Regions from separate parts of the Mus musculus genome. Here region 1 is linked to region 2. A link is a contact called in public promoter capture Hi-C data. All regions are on one chromosome and are shown on one strand. Each heading gives the region's core, a stretch centred on a gene start, on an enhancer-like site or on the middle of the called end of the contact. The rest is flanking DNA. Distances are from core to core; before and after follow the strand shown. Region 1 holds the start of Agtrap (angiotensin II, type I receptor-associated protein). Region 2 holds the start of Mthfr (methylenetetrahydrofolate reductase).

What was found. Capture Hi-C pulls out chosen DNA fragments and counts their contacts.
Region 1: a promoter capture Hi-C map of adipose tissue shows a contact between it and region 2. The contact joins the promoter of Agtrap here to the promoter of Mthfr in region 2. A contact is called at or near these places in 2 of 39 promoter capture datasets (the 3T3-L1 cell line and the HPC-7 cell line), 2 of 15 datasets of contacts at CTCF or cohesin (the NIH/3T3 cell line and pro-B cells), 39 of 484 Hi-C or Micro-C datasets (CD4 T cells, CD8 T cells, CD8 central memory T cells and 23 more), 16 of 115 datasets of contacts at active chromatin or transcription factors (CD8 T cells, the SCID.adh cell line, embryonic stem cells and 7 more) and 3 of 9 other capture datasets (adipose tissue, liver and pancreatic islet).

The regions. Positions count from the first base shown.
Region 1 is chr4:148,084,631-148,089,363 of GRCm38.p6, forward strand. It overlaps Agtrap (angiotensin II, type I receptor-associated protein), which reads right to left and starts at 3,434. Exons shown (of 5, transcript NM_009642.5): 1 at 3,287-3,434. The coding sequence starts at 3,313.
Region 2 is chr4:148,037,554-148,042,296 of GRCm38.p6, forward strand. Mthfr (methylenetetrahydrofolate reductase) reads left to right here and starts at 1,524. Exons shown (of 12, transcript NM_010840.3): 1 at 1,524-1,579; 2 at 4,031-4,276. The coding sequence starts at 4,044. Clcn6 (chloride channel, voltage-sensitive 6) reads right to left here and starts at 1,260. Exons shown (of 23, transcript NM_011929.3): 1 at 1,128-1,260; 2 at 361-420. The coding sequence starts at 1,214. RefSeq lists promoters at 974-1,612, 1,423-1,612, 1,865-3,658, 3,385-3,658.

The DNA of each region.
Region 1 (4,733 bases), core at 2,184-4,683, 49 kb after region 2:
CGAATCTTCTGCCTACACTGCCTCCAGGGCCAACTGGAGCAGAACTCACTAGAGACTCAGCACACCAGGTCCAATCAGAAAGGCAAGCAACAGCCCAGCTGCAAAGCCCAGATCAACCACCCCTGTTCTGAGCTTGCTTTCTGTCTGGCTTTGTTTCAGGGGCTTGCAAAGGTAGACCTGGTTTCTGATCTGACGGTTGTTCTCTTGTTTGTTTGTTTTGTTCCCTCCTTTTTTTTGGTCTTTTTTTTTTTTTTTTTTTTTTTGGTTTTTTGAGACAGGGTTTCTCTGTGTAGCCCTGGTTGTCCTGGAACTCATTCTGTAGACCAAGCTGGCCTCAAACTCAGAAATCTGCCTGCCTCTGCCTCCCGAGTGCTGAGATTAAAGGCGTGAGCCACCACGCCCGGCTTTTTTTGGTCTTTGAGACAGAGTTTCTCTGTGCAGTCCTGGAACTCACTTTGTAGACCAGGCTGGCCTCGAACTCAGAAATCCGCCCGCCTCTGCCCAGCTGGTCTGAGTTTTTAATCCCCTCATCGCCCTAGAAGGCACAGCTTGTTTCCCACCTCTTGTTACAGTGAACAAACTGATGTGCAGAGAGGTCAAGTAACCTCCTCAGTGTCACACAGATAACTCTGTCAGAGCCTGGCCTTAAAACCTCGCCCCGAAGCCAGCATTCTCTCCACTGTCAGGATCTCCAAGGTCAAAGGCAGGGCAGAGGGAAGGGAAGTTTAACTTAGAAAAGGGTGGGTCAGCAGAAGTCTAGGGGCCAAGAGGATTAATTAACCTTTGTTTGGGGCTATGGACTGTGGTTCCGTGGTAGAAAACTTGCCTGGCCTGTGGTACCCTACCACAGGAAAACAAAACAAGCCTTTGTTTACCACTCCCAAAGGAGGAGGGGCTGGGGATGTCCCAGACCTCAACTTAAAACATCCCCGTGTGTCCTGTGCAAACATTTGGCGGCCTATTAGACAAGGCAGTAGGATGCCCCCAGGACAGCTAAATTCAAGGGCTACCCAGGAGGAGAGGCAGGTCCTCTGGCAGACTTTGGAGTCAGACCATGGAACAGATCTTAACACATAAACTTGGGCAAGTCTCCATACATACAACGGCCACCTGCTCTTCAGCGCAGCAGGGACTCTGTGGTAGAAGTGTGTCAAACACTCAAACACAGCAGGCCGCATCGCTGCCCCCCCCCCCCCACTGCTCCTCCCAGGGCTTCACAAGTCTAGTCCAACCTGAGCTGCTTCAGTTTAGCTCCTGCTTAAGACAAGCAAGAAGCCCAGTTAGGGACCCGACTTCTTTCACAGAGCCTGGGCCAAGTGCTGAGAAGAGCTGGTGTCTTTTTAAAAGACAGAGAGGGTGGACTGAAAGGGGCAGCCAATGGTGTCCCAGCTGCCTCCCATAGGGACACCAGATCTTGCAGACAAAATAACACAACACCCAGCCTCATTCTGAATTTCAGATTGTGAATGATTCAGTGTGTCCCCAATCCTGAGACACATGGTACGACTTTGTCCTTGATGCGAAGCCCAAAAGTGACTGGGTGTTACTTCACAACCCCTAGCCTGGGCACTGCCCTTCAAAGCCTGCAAAGCACACATGATCTCAGTGGAGGGCCTAGTGTTTGTATGCTGGGCTGGAAAGCCTGCTATCTTACATTTGTGATGGATACACTGTACCTATCAGGTTCTAAAAGACGATGTAGGCCATCAAAACCAAAGTTAGCCCAAAGCAACAATACCAGGAAATGCAAACCACTGGAGCTGAGTCTTTGGGGGTTCGAATCCTGACTGTACCACTTATTTCTTGGGAGACTCGGACAATTTCCTCGTATGATCTAAGCTGAAGTTTGCACCCCGATAAAAGAACACGGCTTCTCTAGGTCAGGTATGGTGGTGCACACCTTTAATCCTAGCACTCAGGAGGCAAAAGCAAGCAGATCTCTTGTCAATTCAAAGACAGCCTGATTTCTATAGTGAGTTCCAGGCCAGCCAGAGCTAGATAGCAAGTCCCCCAACTCTAAACAAAAACGACAGAGTACAGCTTCAGCTTTTTCAGCGGAGGACGGAGACTAAGAAAAACAAGCAACACAGGTTGGGGATACGGCTCGGTTGGTGGAGTGTTTCCTTATCCTGCAGGAAGCCCTGGGTTTCATCGCCACTACTGTGTAATCCTGGCACTGGAGAGGTGGAGGCAGGAGGATCAGAAGTTTGTGGCAATCCTCAGGTACACAGTAAGTTCAAGGCTACACAGTAAGTTAGTACACGAGACCCTGACTCAAATGAATAAAACATATCAGCCCATAAACATCACATTTTTCTCACCTGTTCCTGCGTTTTATTATTATTTGTTAGTGTGTGGTCCTGGGATGGAACCCCAGGCCTGGGGTGGGCTACTCAAATGTTCTACCATTGAGACTTGTGCTGTCCTCGTAATTATTCCAGCAGAATAAGGCAGAGCCTGACCTCCAGACTGCCTCCAAGTCCTGCCTGTAATTCTGTCCCTAGATAATGGATCGCTCAAGCCCATTCCTTTGCTCCAATCTCCCTCCTGCTGCTAGCCAGCAGTTTAGGAATGGGAAACCGGCCAGAGCAAGTCACAGCCCAGCCCATATGAAATCACACAACTGCTCCAAAGCACCTCTATCTTCCGGCCCTTTCCTCTCAGACACCAAAGGGTGCTAAATGGCTTAACACCTGGGAGTCTTAGGGTTTCACGGAGCTGGCACCAAAGGCCCAAGATGGCCGGTTTACTTCCAGGTCCACACGGTTCTGGCCGAAGCTAAGTGGCCAGCACCTCTGTTGCAAATGAGGAGGGCTGAGAGAGAAAAAGAACTTAGGAAATGAAGACATCCTACGCAGCCCCGCTGCCCGGAGCTCAAAGTAGCCTCTGGGGTTTTTGATTTTAGGAAACCTCTTAAGTTCCTGCTTCTTAATTATGAAATAAGGACGCTGCATGTGGAAATTAGGGAGAAGCAATTGTTTGGGGACAGCGGATTTCTCCTAACTTGAGCCAGCACTCAGACAGACCCCCCCCCCCGAACTGCACTGACCTCTCAGAAGGATAGATGTCCCTGTCCTGCTGTGGGGGACACCAGGAGCGCAGGCCCGGGCGGTCCGGTGCCCGTGCCAGCCTGGGTCTGTCCGGGAGGGGCGGCCCTGTCCGTCTCTGTCCCCAGGTGTCCCTCTCCGTGTCCGCCGCCTCCTCCCCGGGGCTCTGGACCTTCCCTTCTGCTCCGACTCCGTTCCCCAGGTTCCTGGACCCCCGCCCGCCCCGGCCGCGCGGCCACCTTCAAGTTCACGGCAGGCAGCTCCATCCCGACCCGGCGGAGGGCACCTGAGCGACGGCCGCGGGGACTCCTGGGCTCCGAACTCGGGAACAAACTTCCTGGCCCCGCCCGTCGCGTTGCGCCAGTTCCAACGGCGGGAGGCCAACTCGCGCGGCCACGTGACTGCAGCCGGTTGCTAGGAGACGGCGTCAGGCAGCTGCTCTTGCTGCTAGGCTCAGGCTCCTGCTACTACTACTGCCTAGGCCTCTACCAGCTCCTGTGCTTCAAGCCAGGAGGTCGGGATTTCTGCAGCCTAGGGGCTCAACGGGCTGCCTAAGTGGGATCGAGGTGAGGTGGTGGGACGACCTACAGCCAGAGGAGCCTGGGGCAAGCGGGCAGAAACTGCGGGTGTGGTAACAGTTGGTGTCTGCCCAGAACATCCTCTCTCCTCTCTTACTTCCCTTGCACAAGAATTAGAACAGTGCCTACCTCATCATCTTTGTGAGGATCAGTGAATGAATTCATGTCCATAAAGATAAAAAGTGAGGGTTGGAGAGGATTCCGTGATTAAGAGCACATGTTACTACTTTTTCTAGGCTTGGGTTCCCAGAACCCACATGCCGGCTCACAATCATGTACTTGTGATACAACCACCCTCTTTTGTCCTCCGCAGGCTCCAGACACAAGTGCATATACACACACAGGCAGGTGAGACATTCGTATACACAAGACAAAAATAAATAAATCTGAAAAAAAAATCGAAGCTCTGTTCTTACTGTATTAAATTTTCCTTCCAAGCTTATTGGATTTCAAGAGAATTTCATAGAATACATTAAAAAGAAAGGAAGGAAGGGGAAGTCGAGGCAAAGATATAATGATATCAAAGCCTGCCTGGCTTATAAAGTAAGACCGTGTTTATGTCTTATTGATCTACTTAGTGGGGTGGGTGGATGCATGCCACAACATGAGTGGGGAGGCGAGAGTGTGGATGGTTCTCCTTCCATCCTGGGTTCTGAAGCCAGGGTAAGGAAAGGGAGACAGGACCTGAAGTCAAGAAAGGGGCTTTCCAGCTGATGGCTGAATAGCCCCCACCACAAGGGAAGGAGAGGCTGGAGGACTCTAGAGCCCAGCAGTTTAAAGCCAACCTGGGCAACAGTGAGACTTTGTCCAAAAATGAGGGGGTCAGGGCTCAGTGTTATAGCATCTGTTTACCAGCATCTGTTTACAGTACCAGCATAGCCTAGGTAAAGTTCCAAATGATCAGAGCTGTGCCGGGTGTCAGTGGCTGATGCACACAAGCTCTAGTACCACCAATATATGAGGAGCCAGCCACTTGGAGTCCACTTGCCCAACATAGCAAAAGTTGGAAGACATTCAGTCAGGACAATTAACAGGAAGTCTCCCCTGCTGAGCCTTCAGACATGCTGAGAGCTCTCAGGAGGCGGGAGCTGCCCAGCCTGGGCTGGTG
Region 2 (4,743 bases), core at 274-2,773:
AACATGTGGCCCCACACTCTTCAAAGTTTCATATCTGAAACTGGAAACTATAATCCAGAATAGGGCAGAAGAGAGAGAGGCAAGGTCTCCTCACAGCTCACGAGAGAGACTGTTTTGAGCACTCACAGGGAAGAGCTTCGACCCTGGGTCCCTGGAAGGTTTAATGGCAAACACGCTCTATATCCAGGCAGAACTGGAATGCATCACCACCAGACTGTGGGACCAGGTTAAGGACTTGCTAGGCAGTCATCTCCCCCATTCCCTGAGGCAGAGGGTCAAAGAGCATCTCTGGTTGGAGGCCTGAAGCACTCAGTCCTCTCACTACACCAGTTACCCAGGACAGCATCTGGAACACCTCACCTCATAGTCTTTCCTTGGAAGAATCTCATCCTCTTCTTCCTGTGTCTCCCCAAGGATGGTCTAGAAAAACAGATTCACAGAATGGAGATCTTTTAATGGGTTAAGGGTACAAGGAGGGTAGTATTATTAAAATCGAAATTAGCTAGAGCCATCTTCAAAGAGGAACAATGTTTCAAAACCATGAGCTCTACATTTCTATTGATCGGCGAATTCTTTAAATCGTAATGCTCACCTTCAGGACACCTGAAAGATGTCTGATGGCAGCTTCGTTGGAGGAGAAAATTCGTGTTTCATTTGACAATAGACTGACTACGGAATCGGGGGGAATGAATCAATTCTGAGAACACAACTCAAGTTTTCCCAGCTTGCTTTGCACGGGGAAGCTGGATCACCAGTGACCCAGAAAGAGTGAAGGGTAGAGAATAAGAACAGGCCAGAGAAACTACACCAACGGCATGGGCGTCACGTCCCGCGCAAGGGCTCATTCTACAATGCTTGCTTCGTTCAAAACTCAAAGAGAATATGGACGGCATTAATTCAAGCTGGCCGAGGCCCTCCCTCGGAGTCCAGAGAGAGGTTATAGAACAGAACTCTGGCTGGGGCACGCGGAGGTAAGCTGGATGCTTCCCGAGCCCAGGCAGCGGTCTCCGGGCCCCACCCGCTGCCACCTGCAGGCGCGGTCCGGCGCGGCCCCACCCCCGGCAACGCCTCTTGTCATCCTGTCATCCCTCCGTAGCCACCCCTTCCCCAGCCAGGCAGCCGCTCACCAGCTCCTCGGGGGTGCGGCTCTCCCGTTCACCGCAGCAGCAACACCACCGGCAGCAGCAGCACACGGACCCCCTGCACCCCGCCATCTTCCTCCTTTGCTGCCGCTCCGGACCACCTAGGCCAACCCCCCTCCCACCCAGGATCCGCGCCTCACGTGACTGGCCCCGGGAGGGTCACGTGGCCCTCTCGAGCTCTGGGTCCGGAGACAGGGAGTGGCTGCAGACGGGTGGGGCGAGGGCTCGCGTCACATGACGCAGTACTTGGCTGGCTTCCCCTGAGACCTCTGGGCGCGGCCATGTTGGGGCGGGACTTCCGGCCGTCGTCTCGTCTCGTAGATGTGGCTTCCGCCTGCCGCTCGTCCTGTTTCCCTTAGCAACCGACAGCTCCGCCCCGCCTTCTTCGCCAGCCCTAGGGAGGTGGCACCCTCGCCGCCACCGATCTGACGCAAGAGGTAACGCAAAAGGCTTGGGACGCTGCGGATAGATTCGCAGAGTCGGGAACACACCACCGCAAGCTAGACCTGTGGGCAGGCGGTTAGGTGCTGGCCGGCCCTTTGCACGTGAAGGCTCCTTAGGGCCTATGAATACTCATGGAGGCTGTCACCCCAGCCCCACTACCTGCAGGAAGGTATCTCAAAGTTAAAGGAATCCTGGATCTGGGGCAGTGATCCAGACCCTGCAGCCTTCTGGGACCCGCATCCCCGCCACGGCCTGTGACCCATTGACCAGGTGACCCGATTACCATCCCTCAGGCCATGGTGGCTGCCTGCCATAGTGTCTGTCTGTCTAGCTCTCTCGCTCGCTCTCTGGGATTTTGTTTGGTTTGGTTTGGTTTTCGCGACAGATTCTCTGTGTAGCCCTAGCTGTTCTGAAACTCTCTGTAGATCAGGCCTCGAACTCCGAGATCCATTGCCTCCTGCGAGCTGAGATTAAATATGTGCGTTGTCATGCCTGGTTGCCATAGTCTCTTAAACCCATCTCCCTGACAGCATCTGGAAAGGAAGAGTGGACCGACCATTAGTTTCAACGCCCAGGTGTCCATAGCATCCTGCAGTTCACATGCATCTATCACAACTCTTCCGGGAGTGGTGGGCTCAGTGTTTGTCAGTCTTATTTAAATGATCAGTAGGTGGCAGCGAGGCATTTTGAGATTGGTGTGGAGGTCTTGGCAGTTTTGAGCCCAGTGAGTACTGCCTGTTTTACTACTCTGCCAGGCACTGGCGATGCCACGCCTGAGACTGGTCTTTCTGGTCCAGTCACAGGCAGGGGACTGGACAGTAGAAGGGTAAACAAATTTGTCGGTTCACAGGCTCATCCTTGTGTGATTTGGGAGCTCAACTAATAATGGATAGGGGGTGGGAACTGTTAGAAATGCTTAAACCGAGCCGGGTGTGATGGCGCACGCCTTTAATCCCAACACTCAGGAGGCAGAGGCAGGCGGATTTCTGAGTTTGAGGCCAGCCTGGTCTACAAAGTGAGTTCCAAGACATCCAGGGCTCTACAGAAAAACCCTGTCTCGAAAAACCAGAAAAAAAAACAAAAATGCTTAAACCTTGGAGCGGTTTGCTGTGCCTGAGTCAGCTCCTCCGGTTTTGTTCCAGCAGTGAAAACGAGGCATTTCCCTTGGGTGGAGGAGGAAGGCCTTTGAAGGCCTTTCTCACTCTCCATGAGAACCTGGCAGTTTTAGGTCAGAACAGAAGTGGGACAGATAGATTGGGAGTAACACTGGCACTAAGTCTGGAGTCCAGGAGGGGAAAGAGCAATGGATTTCTTCCGATTCTTGAAGCTGAGACCCAAAATGGTACACTGACTTAAGAGGTGGAAGTTTCTGGAAAGAAACAAACCTGACCTGGTTTCTCTGTTGCTCCACGTCACCACACAGATAGCCACTACTGTGCTGGCCCACTGCTGTGCAGTGGTAGTGTTTGCTTCTTTTCCAGACTAGACTGCAGTATGGCCCTGTGCCCTGTTGGAAGGGCGTATGTGGTAGACTGTGGTCACTGATCCTTTTGACTTAATTGGCGTGTTTAGGGAGAGCTGCTACCAGGGCAGGCACAGATGGAACAACCTTTGTTCAGAGTTGGACATAAATCCATCCCTACCCTCGGTGACTTCAGTCCACCTGCCTCTGCAGCCCAGCCCGTGGCAAGTTCTAGCTCACAACACAACAGTCTTTTTGAAGTAGTGTGATCTCAGGAGATCTGGCTGCTTGGCCATGCTGCAGAAAGCCTATATAACACGTTCCAGGCGAAGCCAGCCACAGTGAGCTGTTCTTTCTTTGGTGGGGGAAATCTAGTGATCCTGAATGGCTAATAGCTAATCTCTAACCCCTGCCTGCCCACTCCTCCCCTCCCCCACTCATCTTCCTCCTTTGACTTGCGCCTGAGCCTTCTCCAGCCGGGAAACCTTACTCCCGCCCCTTTGCGTGGCCCCAGCTTCAGCTCGGGGCTCTTTGTCACAGCTCCGCCCAGTTGGGCACACCCTCCAGGAAAGGTTCCTTCCCCACTCACTCTGGGTCTGAGCAGATCGGGATGAACCATCAAAAAGCCAAGGTCCTCCCAGCTGGGCACTGTTATCCATCCCTGGGGATGTGGGCCTCAGAGGCTGGCTGCGTGAGGCTTTCTGTGCCACCCTCTATCAGGTAGCTGTCGCCTACGATCCGATCTGTGAGCTGAAGGACCCAAGAGCCGCTCAGTGGGAGGTGGTCATACAAAGAGGCAGACGACAGCAGGGGCGTGGGGGGGAGGGCAAAGCTCTTGGAGCCTCTGGGTAGGAGCTGCAAGACTCTCACCCGTGCTGACTGATGAAGCAGTGACTGCCACCGGAGCCGCCTGCTCAGGTGTTGGGTGTGCATGGGGTTTGGCTACCAGCCCTCTAATACCCCCGGCCCCCACCCTCTACAGCAGGAATCCAGCCATGGTGAACGAGGCCAGAGGAAGTGGCAGTCCCAACCCGCGATCTGAGGGCAGCAGCAGTGGCAGCGAGAGTTCCAAGGACAGTTCAAGATGTTCCACCCCCAGCCTGGACCCAGAGCGGCACGAGAGACTCCGGGAGAAGATGAGGCGCAGAATGGACTCTGGTGACAAGTGGTTCTCCCTGGAGTTCTTCCCCCCTCGAACTGCTGAGGGAGCTGTTAACCTCATCTCCAGGTGAGTAGGGAGGTTAATCGCGGGGGTCGGCAGGCTCAGGGGAGCGTGAGCTGCCCTTTAACCCGGCAGGAAAAGGCTCTGGGGAGGGAGGGGAGGCAGGAAGAAGCAGAGGCGAGACAGGGAGTTTAGTCTGTGACTTATAACTTCTTGTCTGTGAAAGTCCCTCTGAAGCAGCATTAGATAAGTTTGGACGAACTCTCAGTGAGCCAAAAATGTTCATTTTTCAGGCTGCATTCTTTGGCAGAGCTTGGGGCTGGCTCATGAGGAGCTTAGGAAGTCAACAAACCGCAATTCAGGGAATGTGTTGAGCTAGCTGGACACAGAGAGAGTGCTTTTCCAAATCAGGAAACACCACATGTTTTGTGATAGCACTTTCTGAATTCCAGTTCCTTTTCTTCAAGTCAGAGAGTGATTTGTAGACCACAAGACCCCTGGGCTACGTCCTGCAGCATCACAAAAATGAGAGA